Regions from separate parts of the Triticum aestivum genome. Here region 1 is linked to region 2. Evidence: chromatin contacts called from public Hi-C data. All regions are on one chromosome and are shown on one strand. Each heading gives the region's core, a stretch centred on a gene start, on an enhancer-like site or on the middle of the called end of the contact. The rest is flanking DNA. Distances are from core to core; before and after follow the strand shown. Region 1 has its middle 34 kb from the start of LOC123136501. Region 2 holds the start of LOC123136499 (B3 domain-containing protein LOC_Os12g40090).

What was found. A called contact is a pair of places that touch in the nucleus more often than the background predicts.
Region 1: a Hi-C map of leaf shows a contact between it and region 2, with 3 times the contacts expected there. The contact joins the enhancer-like site here to the promoter of LOC123136499 in region 2. A contact is called at or near these places in 2 of 5 Hi-C or Micro-C datasets (both in leaf).

The regions. Positions count from the first base shown.
Region 1 is chr6B:187,384,272-187,390,304 of IWGSC CS RefSeq v2.1, forward strand. No RefSeq gene overlaps it. Among protein-coding and RNA genes, the nearest start is that of LOC123136501, 34 kb to the left of the region's middle. Within about 2 kb of position 3,225, at least 1 of the 8 cell types and tissues checked has an H3K27ac peak or open chromatin away from gene starts, as enhancers often do. A contact at or near this core is called in leaf, where this site is marked.
Region 2 is chr6B:187,323,415-187,330,005 of IWGSC CS RefSeq v2.1, forward strand. It overlaps LOC123136499 (B3 domain-containing protein LOC_Os12g40090), which reads right to left and starts at 2,337. Exons shown (of 6, transcript XM_044555886.1): 1 at 1,737-2,337; 2 at 1,247-1,494; 3 at 709-985; 4 at 513-630; 5 at 337-425. The coding sequence starts at 2,118. The coding sequence ends at 578.

The sequences.
Region 1 (6,033 bases), core at 1,975-4,474, 62 kb after region 2:
AGGTACCAAAATAAACCAAGAGAGGTGGGACGAAAATTGACCAGCGAAGACTACCAACCGCTGCATTAGGAGTAAAGATAGGGAGTACCTAGAACTCATCTAGATGAGATATAATTTATTTCATTCCATTTGAAAATAAAAACATATATAACTCACATCAGCATACACGCATCACATTAAATTAAATGGCTATAAAAGATGAATGAGACCAAATTATATCTCATCTAGATAAATTTAGCAAAACTGATATAAATTCGTGGGAGATCCCGTGACCGTGATTCCGGGCTGTACGGTACGGGTCACGCGTGGACTTCAGACACATGCTGCCACCACCGAACGATGGATTGACGGTGGCAGGTCGAGAGAGTTTGTTTACACAAGTCGATGCATCGATCACTCCTTTTTTAACGGCGTACTGTACGCCGTAGGGCAGTGTGCTCGCTTCCATGCACTTTGGCTAAGCGGCGTGCAGCTGCGCACAGTCTGATTCCTCGTCCGTGACCGATAGATCGTTTTGGACATTGTGCTGTGGTGGAATCTCTTCCATGAAGCGCGCCAGCGAATCATAAAACCAGCTATAGCTATCCCTTGGGCTTGCACGCCGGCCACTGGGGAGCCACCGAAGTCCCGCGCCGCTTTCGGCTTTCGCGGGTGACGGACGGACTACGAGCATGCTACGTACATGCCGTGGTACGGAAGGGACGTGCCAAAGGAGGAACAAATATGTGCCCTTTTGCTGCCACTTGTGCCAGAAAGCGCAAACACGCAGCTTTGGGAGAGCATAAACGAACAAGATAAGCCTGTTTATTAGTGGATCTGCTTTTCGCAAAGACGTGCTTGCCAATTGGAACCGACCGAGGTACCCTACAGGACGTGGTGATGTGCACCGTAACGGTGCGGGACGCAGGTGGGCTTGGTGACAGTTTGCTGCTTGCATAGTCGGGCTTGTTTGATTATGTACATTGTTTTTCTTTCGTTGCCTCGCCTCACTCGAACACGGCAGCATCCACTACATTTTCCGTGGCGGTGGAAAAGAAAATCACAACTCGCTCTATCAGTGTGATTACAGTGATGTACACGCGGCACGCAATAACTGCGGCATGCCACTGATGCAGTCGACAGACATATCCATGCAAGAAAGCACGTGTGCATGCGCGGGCGCCATATTCACGGAAAGTACGGTTGGCAGGTGCACATGCTTGATATATACGCTTCCGATTGCTGAGCAGTGCATTATATTGCATGGGACACCTTGTCGGGGCTGGAGCGACTGATCGAGGAACGTAAATATGAACAAAAATTCCATCAAGAAATAATTGATCAGTCTCACCTTCTACCAGAAATTTCATTTCATCACAGGCAACAAGTTTTTATGTGCCCCACCCCCTCCCCACGCGTCGCTCTCCTCAAACGACACCGGGGAACCCTACTCACCGCCACCACCTCTCTCCCACCGCGCCACCACCAGAGGCGCCTGTAGACGAAGCTCGTGCAGGGACGGTGGCGGCGGGGCACTTTGCCAGTCTCCAATTGCCGCGTCGATCGTCTGAGCTTGTGTGCCCTCCTGTTCCGGCCACTTTCCTCCATCCTTCTCTCGTCTTCCACGACTGATCACCTCTACTTCTGGGCCACCGTCCCTCTGGTGCATCCCCCCGCCAGATCCATGGCTACACTAAGGAGCCATCGACTGCGTACTTGTTCGATGCTGCTGTGGACCCCTCCCCCAGCCCCCTCCCTACCAGGCTGCACCATTTGCAGCCACCAACGTCCCCGCTTCCCCTGGTTGATCGGTGGTTTGTAGCCTGGTGTACGTTTACGGTGGGGATCCAACCCCGTCCTTCGTCTGCTTGCTTCCATTCTCGGCCACCAACCTTTGGTGTGTGCTGCAACCAATCCTTGCCCTAGTTCCGGCGTCTATCCGGGCGGAACGACCTAGCCATGACTCTCTTCGTGCTGCATGCTTGGTGCTGGTGGCGGCAAGTCCGGGTCTTCTATGTCCAGATTTGGTTGTGGTTGCTCGGGTGCATGCAACGAGGGCGACACCGAGTGGTGGTGGGTCCTGTGGGCGCGTCCCTCCTTCCTGCGGTGGCTGCTCTAGCCAACATTCTCATGTCCACGTCTCCGACTCCGGCGGCTTCTTTGGGATTGTTCAGTCTCAGGCTAGGCGAAACCCGTGCTCGACTTGCCAATGCTGGTAGTGGCGATACCCGCGGGTGTTGCCCCCTTCTTGAAGGCGCTTCTATGGCCTCTCTTCCATGCCCCTTGAGCGTCGAGGAAAACCCTAGATCCGGTTCGCCAAACCGGACAACGACGCCGTCACGACACCGCCCTCTTCATGAAGGTGTTGTCTTGGGTGCTCCTGAAGTCTCCGGTGGTAGAATGTGATGTTGGACATTGTGCATTGTCTGGGCTGCTTCCCAGTGCGTGGGCTTTCGTGGCGCAACAGGCGTGACATCCGTAGCGACGAAGCTGGAGCTGGCTCCGATGATTCCCAGGCGTTCGACCCTTCCAATCGAGATCCCGCTCTGGGCGATGAATGAGGCATATTCGGAAGATCCCAAACAGCGAGCTGGGTCGTCTAAGTACCGCTCTCGCACCTCCAAGGTCCTGGTGGATCCGTTAGCTGACAAGACAGGGGTTGTGTCGGGAACCAGGAATATGCCTGTCTGTCTGGACGAGGAGGAGAGGGTAGATGGCGATGGCGATGGCGACGCCGATACAAAGCAGATGGTGGGTGGCAATGAGCCTAAGCAACCACACCTCCCCCATCTGTAACACAAAATCAACATTTATGCAGTGAACCGAAATAGAAATTTTCAGACACCTCTAACTGAATATCATGACACCTCCAGCTGAATTTTTGACACCGGCACTCGACTTGGCCGTTCTCTGGTAAGGTCATGCATCAGGGTGCATCGTCTGAAGCGGTTCACCCCTTCTTCTATGGAGGGAGGAACAGCAAGTTAATTAGGAGTAGATGACTAGCAGCACACGCCTGCACGTACATATTCCTATCGCTCTCGGTCTGGCCGTGGAAAATCACGCGTGGCCTCGACCCATCTTCTCGGAAGCAATGTCGACCACGCCCAGCTTTTGACTAGAAAGGAATACCCTGCATTTTCAATGGAGCGTGCAGTGCAGGAAAACTATGTTGGTCGACGTGGCTTTCAGAATAGGTGCACTTGAGACTTGACTCTTCAGTTCTCCTTTTCTGCGTCGAAAGGCCGGACTGCTGTGTCACTCGGCGATCGCGACGGAGCGACCAACATTGGGAGCTTCCGTCCATGGCCCCGCCCTGCGCGTCGTTATCCAGGCAAGGACCGCGCATTTTCGCGAGGGTTGCATACACGCCGTGGTACGGAAAAGAGATGCGCCAGCGATTTTTTCGATGGGGTTTTCTTTTCTTCTTTCCTTTTGACCATACCTTTGCAACGAGTAAACTATACCAGCACTTGCTCCGTACCAAAATGCGTTATAGAACAATCCACGTACCGAACTTGGTCAATTGCAACTGGTGTAGTACCAAAGTAAACCTATAATCAAACGGTACGGAAGTATGATAACCTTCAAAACAAGTGATATGATAACCTAGCTTGTGTTTTGATTAATTATAGTTACACTATAAGCAACTGTGGCAGGCGTCAAAGGCCTACACAACACAAGTTGGGAACCTGCGAAGGCCGAACATAAACAAGGAAACCCGAACGAACTGAACTTATCTGCGCGATCCCCCGTGTCTTCTTGATAAAAGTTGTGCGAGAAAACGATGGCTAGAACAATGAAGTGGCCGTGCAAGATCGAGCCCGTGACCGTGATTCCGGACTGCACGGCGCGTGTCCCACTGGGCTCGCGCGCAGGCATTTGCTGCCTCGTGCCGTCGTTCAAACGATGGTGGATTGCTTACTCAGCAGTCACCATGCTTGGACTACGTGAAGCCAGGGGCAGGTAAAGGCACAGATCGGTTTGTTTGAGTGGCTTATACTAGGCGGTGCAGTACGGCACCCGGTGCTCCAGATTCCAATCTCCTCGCCCGTGAACCGTGATCGATCCGGTGGAATCGCCGGCGAGATGCGTCGACGCATGCATGTCGTCTCAACGGCCGACCCGCGCATCGCACGTCGGGCTCGCCGTCGCCGATCCGGCGACCCTTCCAGACTTCCATGATATTTTTCTTCTTCTTTTTTGCGAATTTTGGATCGTTTATTACGAAACGTAGCTTCCGTTTTTGGAACGGACGGCGGGTAAGCGAACCAACATGTGGTTGTATGATTAGAGGGACTATAGTATCCCCAACCCATCAGGGTTCAAATTCTTGTGCTCGCATTTATTCCTGGTTATTTCAAAATTTCCGGCGATGCGCATTCAGTGGGAGAAGACGTCTCCGTCGACGACGAGGTGCCTATGATGATTTCGTAAATTTCAAGATGATATGCCGGTTCGGTCTTTTAAAGGTGCTCATAGAAATAAGGTATGCGTGCGTGAGTTCATAGGAATGAGTATATGCGCGTGTATATAAACGCTTGCGTTTGTACCGTGCTCAGAAAAAAGAACAGACACGCTCACGGGATGCACGGCCAGAAATAGGCGCCCGCTGATAAGGGGCGAAAGATGAGCTACACGGAAATAAACATGACGAGCGTCGCGGTAGAGAACCGGTCGAGCGTGGAAGATGTGAAAAGGTGAAAACCAGACAAGATTCTGCGTGTCTCGACAAATCAAGCCTGTGGAAATGTAGAATTGAGGCCAACACTCCCTGTCCCGTATTCTTTTATTTTTTGGGTAAAAACTTATATTACTTAAGCATCAACCCTACAATCCTTCTTACGTAACTCAATGACTTTTTGGAGGCCAGAGCCCAACAAAACTATAGTTCCACTACCAGTTCTAGCAAATTTAGCTAGGAAATCACTTACACAGTTCTGATCACGATTGATATGAGTAATACGAGTCATACGAAGAGACTTCAAATGCATGTTCTCCTGCACCAGCGCCGCATAAACAGACCTGTTCATGCCACTGTCATTCAACATGTTCACCGCTAGTATCAAATCCATCTCAATGCAAATTGGGAGATCCGAACGTTGAATGGCTAGAGATAAACCCTCCATGCATGCATTTATTTCTGCTTCTAAGGCATCTCAACATGAGAAGAGTTCCCTGCAGGATGAATAGATGATATTGTCGCGATCATCACGAAGCACCATACCAGCTCCAGCTTTACCGTCCTCCGTCCATGATCCGTCCGTATTAAGTTTGACCCAACCAACGGGTGAAGGAGACCACTTTGTAGGATGTGTACCATCTGGTATTTCATGCGTACATTTCACAACTGGAGCATAAGATAATACAACTTTACCTTTCACAGGATCACAACCATAGTCTTGGGCCATTGCGATCAAAGAGTCCATGTAACTGCACAAAAAACGTCTAGATGTATCCATCGGTGGTGGGGTCTTGTTGTGTGTCACCTCATTACGGTTATCCCATATTCTCCAAAAGGTAAACAAAACCATGGTTCGTTGAACATCTCCCAATGGATGCAAGACATCCAGTAGCCATTCTACACCAGTGTGAATTACTTCCTTAAGATTCGGCAAGCGCCACACATCCCTCATACAGTCCCAGAGCTGGACTGCTAGTGGACATTGGCATAGTGCATGGAAACTATCCTCCGGCTCAGTACCACAAACAGGACAAACATCTCAAGTTTCTAGTCCTCTCTTATATTTATTCTGCCAGGCTGGAAGTGAATTTATAGCAACTCTCCAGGCAAAGTTTTTAACCGTTGGTGTAGACATACCTCCCCAAATCAATTTCCAGCAAGCCCGCCTCCCCTCTGGTGCAGAACTAGATTCTTGGGCAATCTCACGTCATGACTCATCAAACGCCATATCGTACGCACATTTAACTGTGAAAACACCAAATTTTCCTGGCCCCCAAGCTAGTACATCCGCACCCTGTCTCGGGGATGCTCGAATTTTCAAAATCTCCAAGACATCACATGGCAGAAAGATTGAACGTAAAAGTTGACCA
Region 2 (6,591 bases), core at 1,087-3,586:
ACAAAAACATAATCAAAGTGAAACCAAATGGAAAGACATTTAATCGAAAGCAGTAACACACACGGAATATTCGATTTCAGAGTAACAAACACTACTATAAACACCCAGGCACTGGCATGTTATCCTTTTAACATAGCTAGACCATACAGCTTCAAGCACGAAGAACTTAAGGCTAAAATGTAGCAGAAAATATAATTCAAGCACCTAAGAATAGCTTCATAATCCACTGAGCCACAACCCACGACAGTAAGACAAAGAACTAAGGTAGGAACTAACCCCAATAGGCACAAGTCTGCATCATATTTTGACGAACATGGCTAGAAGATGAATGTTTACCTTAGAAGTACCTGAATAAATTATGAGCCATGTACTAATTGGGGCCAGTTCTCTTACTGCTAGATGTTGAAAGTGCCAATGGCATAGTCCTGCAAGAACCGATCACATCAGCTAAACATAAATGGGTATACCTACTAGAAAGGAGAGGGAGGAAGGGACAGGTGACGGAGAGGAACCTGGAGGTGCAGGGGCACGAATCCTGCCTCGCCCTTCTCCTCCATCAAGGTCGCTGCTGGACCGGTCAACACCCCACAGGCTGCTGCTTCCCTTCCAGCTGCCGCCACTTGCCCATATCTACACTGCATATAACATGCCAAAATATTCAGTGCATGTCTCACACTGCAGGAACTTAGCCCACTAAGGAAAACCGACCGTCGGACTTGTTCCTCCTAACAACATGGACGGTCATCGTCGTCCTGGCCTTCTTCTCATTCCTCGCGCCATTGATCAGCTCGAAGACGCAGATATCCCCCTTGTGCAGTTTGTTGTCGCTGACGAACTTGGCCCAAGGTTGGCCCCTGAAGCCTCTGCTAGAGCTCCCCTGGTGGTAGTAGCTGACATGCCACCTCTCTTCTCTGTTTGGCCTGAGCAGCACAACCTCATGTAATCTCATGTGGAGATGTTCATCTACAAATTCACTGGGGATGACCTGCACAAGGCACAAGGAGAAATTAATGTTAGTTCCTAAATATAAGTCTTTTTAGAGCTTTCACTATAGACTACATACGAATGTATATAGACATATTTTAGAGTGTAGATTCACTCATTTTGCTCCGTATGTATGTAGTTCATATTGGAATCTCTAAAAAGACTTATACTTAGGAATGGATGGAGTACATGCCAGAGTTGACAAAGAATTACACAAGCTTGCGGCAAGTGTGTTACATCGTTTTGATCAGTTCAAACTGACCAGAAAGTTGTCCTTGCGTTGCAGATGGGACCTTAGCAGAAATGTCATGAATGCTGGATTGCCTGGTTGGATTGAAGCCAACCCGATTATTTCATGTTTTTCGTCGTCAAGTAGTCTGTTCGCGGCCCTTGAGTGGCAGTAGTAGAAGTCAGCATATGTGTCATCATCACTCTCCTCTTCCGCAGTTTCCTCATGCTTAACATCACATGATCTGCTACAGTTTGGTGATCCAGGAAGAAGCTCTTTCCCTGAAACAATGTGTACATGAGCTTAAATTTAGCATCTGAAAAAACCAGCAAAAGATAAATGTTGATCATGTGCATAGTTACATGGGTCTGTGTTAGCTGACTACACCAAGATCTCAAGAAAGGAATGTTGATCATGTGCATAGTTACATGGGTCTGTGTTAGCTGACTACACCAAGATCTCAAGAAAGGGATATATTCAGAGATATCATCTCATGTATTAGTCGAACCACATAATGCCTTCCTTGGTTTGGTCCTGCTACTGAATTTCCTTAAAGTGGAGACATTCTGATGGGACTCAATCAACTGAGACGGCACACTTGTATCATCATAATCGTCGTATTGCTCAACCTGTTGACCCACCATACCATCAAAATGTTTGCGCATACCAGCGCCAGCAAAGAGAGAAGACAGTTTCTCGCAGCCGGTCACATCGAAGATGAGGACTTTAAAAGAGGAGTTGCCGCTGAATGTGAAGATCAGGAGGTCATTCTCCTGCAGTTCATGAGTCTTGACAAAATCTCCCCATCCTGAACTGAAGAACAGGTCATTGGCAACCTTGGTAACACCTACATGCCATGTTTCGCCGCTTGATGCTTTCAGGTCAAATCCCTGTGGGCTCTGCATCTGCCTGATGAAATTGCTCGCAAACTTGTCCGGTATGCGCTAAGATGGAGAAGCATAAATTGTACAAATAACTCACATGGTTTTTAAGGGAATATTACAGTCCTTTGAGAGAGGTGCATCGATGCACTCTATCTTCTATGGATGAACTAACGAAACAGTAAGACTTGTTTATGATCTCGACAAAACATACATGGGTATACCTACTGGAAAGGAGAGGGAGGAAGGGATAGGTGACGGAGAGGAACCTGAAGGTGCAGGGGCACGAATCCTGCCTGGCCCTTCTCCTCCGTCAAGGTCGCTGCTGGACCGGTTGACGCCCCTCTGGCTGCTGCTGCCCTTCTAGCCGCCGCCATGCCCTCCAGATCCCTTCTCCTCCATCAAGGTCGCTGCTGGACCGGTCGGCCGCCACGCCCGCCAGACCCCCGCTGGCCGCCACCATCGCCTGCATCCAGGCCGCCAACAGCAGCCTTGACCCGGCCCCAACCGTCAGCTCGACCATGGTTTGGGCACCCTCCTTCACTCCAGAGGCGTCGTCCTCCGCCGCGAGGAGGAGGAGGCGGGGGAGCCCGTCCCGCGCGAACCCGGAGCAGGCAGTGGAGATCGGGTTCGCCCGGTGAAGCGCGTGGCCACGACGGCCTGCGCGCGAGCGATGGGACGGCGAGGAGGAGGAAGAGGCGAGGCGGTGGAGGAGCAGCAGTCGTCGGCTGGGACTCCTAGGACGCAGAAGGAGGAGGAGGAGGAGGAGGTGGGAGGGAGCGCGGCGGCGGATGAGGGAGGGAGGAGCGAGGGGCGTGGGGGCTGTGGATCGGGGCTTGGGGCTAGGGTTCAGACTTTCTCCCGCCTGTACCTTCGATGCCCCTTCGATGTATAGGGAATAAAAGGAGACGTGGCCAGTGCCGCTAGTTAGGCGCACTGGCTTATCCTTTATATGTTCAATGATTCGAGCGATGAAACTCTCAACGACGAACAAACTAGTCGAGCCAAAAAATAATAATTCTCTCTGTCCAATTTTTTAAAAAATAGTCGAGCCAAAAAAAATTAGCCGGTCTAATAATGACCACGATGGACCTCTGTGCTCCTCTAAATACTGGACTCTGGATAGATTAGCGTGCCTTTCACTCTTGGGATCATATCAACGGAAGCGACCGGTCGTATCGTATCTATTCAAGATCGTAGTACTGTAGTAGTACGTGGCTGATCTGCATATCTGCGTTAGCTTCTCCTTTTCTCTGAAAAGGCCGAGCAGTTGAACCCATCCGTCCGTTCTCGGCGCTGGCGACCGGGACACGAACCAGGAGCTCGCCGGCCGGCGGGGAGCCTCGAAAGTCGCGCGTCGCTCTCGTGGGGGGCGGGGCCGACTGCGAATATCTCCTGGTACATGCCGTGGTACAGAAGGTACGCGCAAAAGAAAGAATAAAGACGGCGTGCCCTTTTTGCTACCACTTGAGTGGCGCTACTAGAAGCAGCTTTGAGATGGCATAAACGAACACGATAAGCTTGTCTAGTGCGCTTAGGTTTTTTATCAAAGAAGGGCTTGCCTTTTTTGATTTTCATTACTGAAAACCACCACGCTTCACAGAAGGTTCATAACAACTTCAACCTAAAACGAAGAACTAAATGCTACCAAATTCAACCGAGACTCTAGTGCGCTTAGTGGATCTTCTTTTGGCAAAGCAAAAGAGGGCATGAAGCTGGAGCCAAAAGCAGGAGCATCTCATTGGAATTCTCAGTGCACGATGACGAGCCGGTGGTCGGTCGACCGTGCGAGAGACAGGACGCGAAGCGGGGCGTCCGGCGGCCGAATTTCGTGTTTTGACCCTTTTTGGAAACAAAATCGGGATCTGACCCCAGTTCGGAAAAATTTCGGGATCTGACCCTTTTGCCTACCGCCAGAGGGCCTGGCGGTAGGATTGCGTGCCCTACCGCCATAGCCTACGGCGGTAGGCACTTTGACGGCGACTGACGGCCGTTGGCAGTCGCTGACATGGAAAGGGGCCTACCGCCATACCCTACGGCGGTAGGTTACTGGAGCCTACCGCCATACCCTCTGGCGGTAGGGTCCTGTGTTCTGGATAAGGTGGGGAGGGGCTGGATATTCCCCCCTCCTCAACCACTCATTCAGCCCACATCACCTCTCCACCGAGCTCAACTCTCCCCCCCTCTTTCTTTGAAGCACAAGAGCCTCCCAAATCTCTCTCATTTGTTTGAGATTTCTCCGGTGGATTCTTACCATTTTCATCACTCAAGGTGGCTCTCTCATTTCCCCTCATTTTGATTGGTTGATATCTTTGTTTACTTTGCATTTGCTCATTTGATTGCAAACCCTAGCTCATCATTTTGGTGTGGTCAAATCAATTACTATGATCCATTTAGGTTTATGTTTGTGATTTCCTTATGTATGATGTGCTTAGAATTGCTTGTAGAAAAGTTTGTGTGCCTAGATCTAGTGCTAATCTTAATGTACATAATGGGGATTAGGTTATGCTTAAGAAAGCAATTAAAGCTAAGTTACTTTAATAGCAACTTTTCGAATTGTAGGATGGCACCGTTCGTTTTCTTTGAAACTTCTGCTGAGGCGGCGGCGAACCGTGAACGCGAATTGATTGAGGAAAAGATGAACTTGTGGATCGAAGCCATTGATGCGTTGAATGCGGAGTGTAGGGCCTTTTCATATAATTATTTCAATAAAGACCGTTCCGAAAATTTTATAACAAAAAAGGAGAGGCTGATGAAGAAGCTCAAGACGGCGGAAAAAAATTGTAGGCGTGATCTTGCAATGCAAATTACATTGTGTGCGACAACGGCAGAATATGCTGAGATAGACATGGGCAATCATGGTCAGGTCATTGATTGGTTAGTTCGCCAACCATTCTCGTCGGATGAGAACCGTGCATCTCGTTGGGCATGGGTCAAAGAAAGAAATGATGTTATTTGTTGCAACCCGGGACCGTACGCCGCATAGTATTGCATGAGGCTATGTAATCTTTGTCATTTGGACTGTAATGACATGTACCCTATGCTTGGTCGTCGTTTGAACTACTATGACTTGTACCCTTAACATTTGAACTCATTAAGAACTTGGTGTTGTATGTCATATCAAGTAACCGAGTGTTGTACTCTACTTAATTTATTTTATTTTTTTATTTATGTCATCTTAAACCCGTATATTCATGTAGGATGGACAGTCGATCCATGACTATGAACAAGCGTGTGAGAAGATCATGGCGGAGCGACACCGTTGCTTGAAGAAGGAATGTGAAGCATGGTTGAAGAGTTGTGATGAGGCAAATGCGGTCATGAAGGATTTCAGCAAGTATCATTTTATCGAGGAACCTTCTGATGCTAAGGAGAAAAAAGCATTCCGAAAGCTTGTGAAGGAGAAAGAGAGCATGCTTGATCAGCTACAAGACCAGGAATATGCTTGCAGACACGCTTTGGCAGTTCAGATTGTGTTCACTGCAAGCAAAGAAGAATTCCATGAGATGGATTTGAGGAAACCCGGGCAGGTCATAGGATGGGCAATCAAACAGGGCGTGTCAGAGAATCCCGCTCGCCGTGGTGCATGGGCTTGGTTCCGTGAAACGAATGGTGTGTTGGGTCATTGGGCAGGATCCACAGACTTTCAACTGAAGCGTAATCAAGAGCATGACAATCAAATTGAACGTCTGATAAGTATGCGAGATATGTTACCTGTTTGGAAAATGTGCCATTGAGCATGAGTTATTAGTTTCAAACGATGTCATCCGAACCGGGTCATGTTTTAATAAGTTTGAACATTTGTTATTCGTGAATGTAATGAACTATGTTGAGTCGAGTTATGTATGTGCTTGCGAGATGATCATTCTGATATTTGATAGAATTAGGTATATTATGCTAACATTTAACACATATGGGGCAAAACAGGGGAGAGGAGGGACCAGACCCTACCGCCAGGGCCCTGGCGTTTCTCGTCACATAAACTTTGCCCCCCTACCGCCATGGCACCTGGCGGTAGGGTCCAGCACCCTACCGCCATGGCCTGTGGCGGTAGGGTCTGGTCCTACCGCCAGCGGTTTTGGTTTCTTCGTCACAGAAACTTTGGCCCCCCTACCGCCAAGCAACCTAGCGGTAGGGTCCAGCAACCTACCGCCATGGCCTGTGGCGGTAGGGTTCTAACTCCGAAAACAGAGCACTCTGTTCTGTTATATCCCACTTTTCTTCACAGCACAACAGTTTTTCAATAAGAATCATGACAAATCCCAGAATACACTAACAAACTAAATTCATTCACAACACATTGCAAACATCTTCACACCAAATTTAATACAAACGGAAATTTCATTCACGACAAGTTGACGACACATGCCTTTTTGCCTTAGTACTACATAGTTCATGATAAATTTGGCATGGCTTCATCCGGTTACATGACGAGTCCATCGAAGGCGAAGGCTTTACTGAGTCATACGGGGCCATTTCCCCTTCCTGTCACGTGCC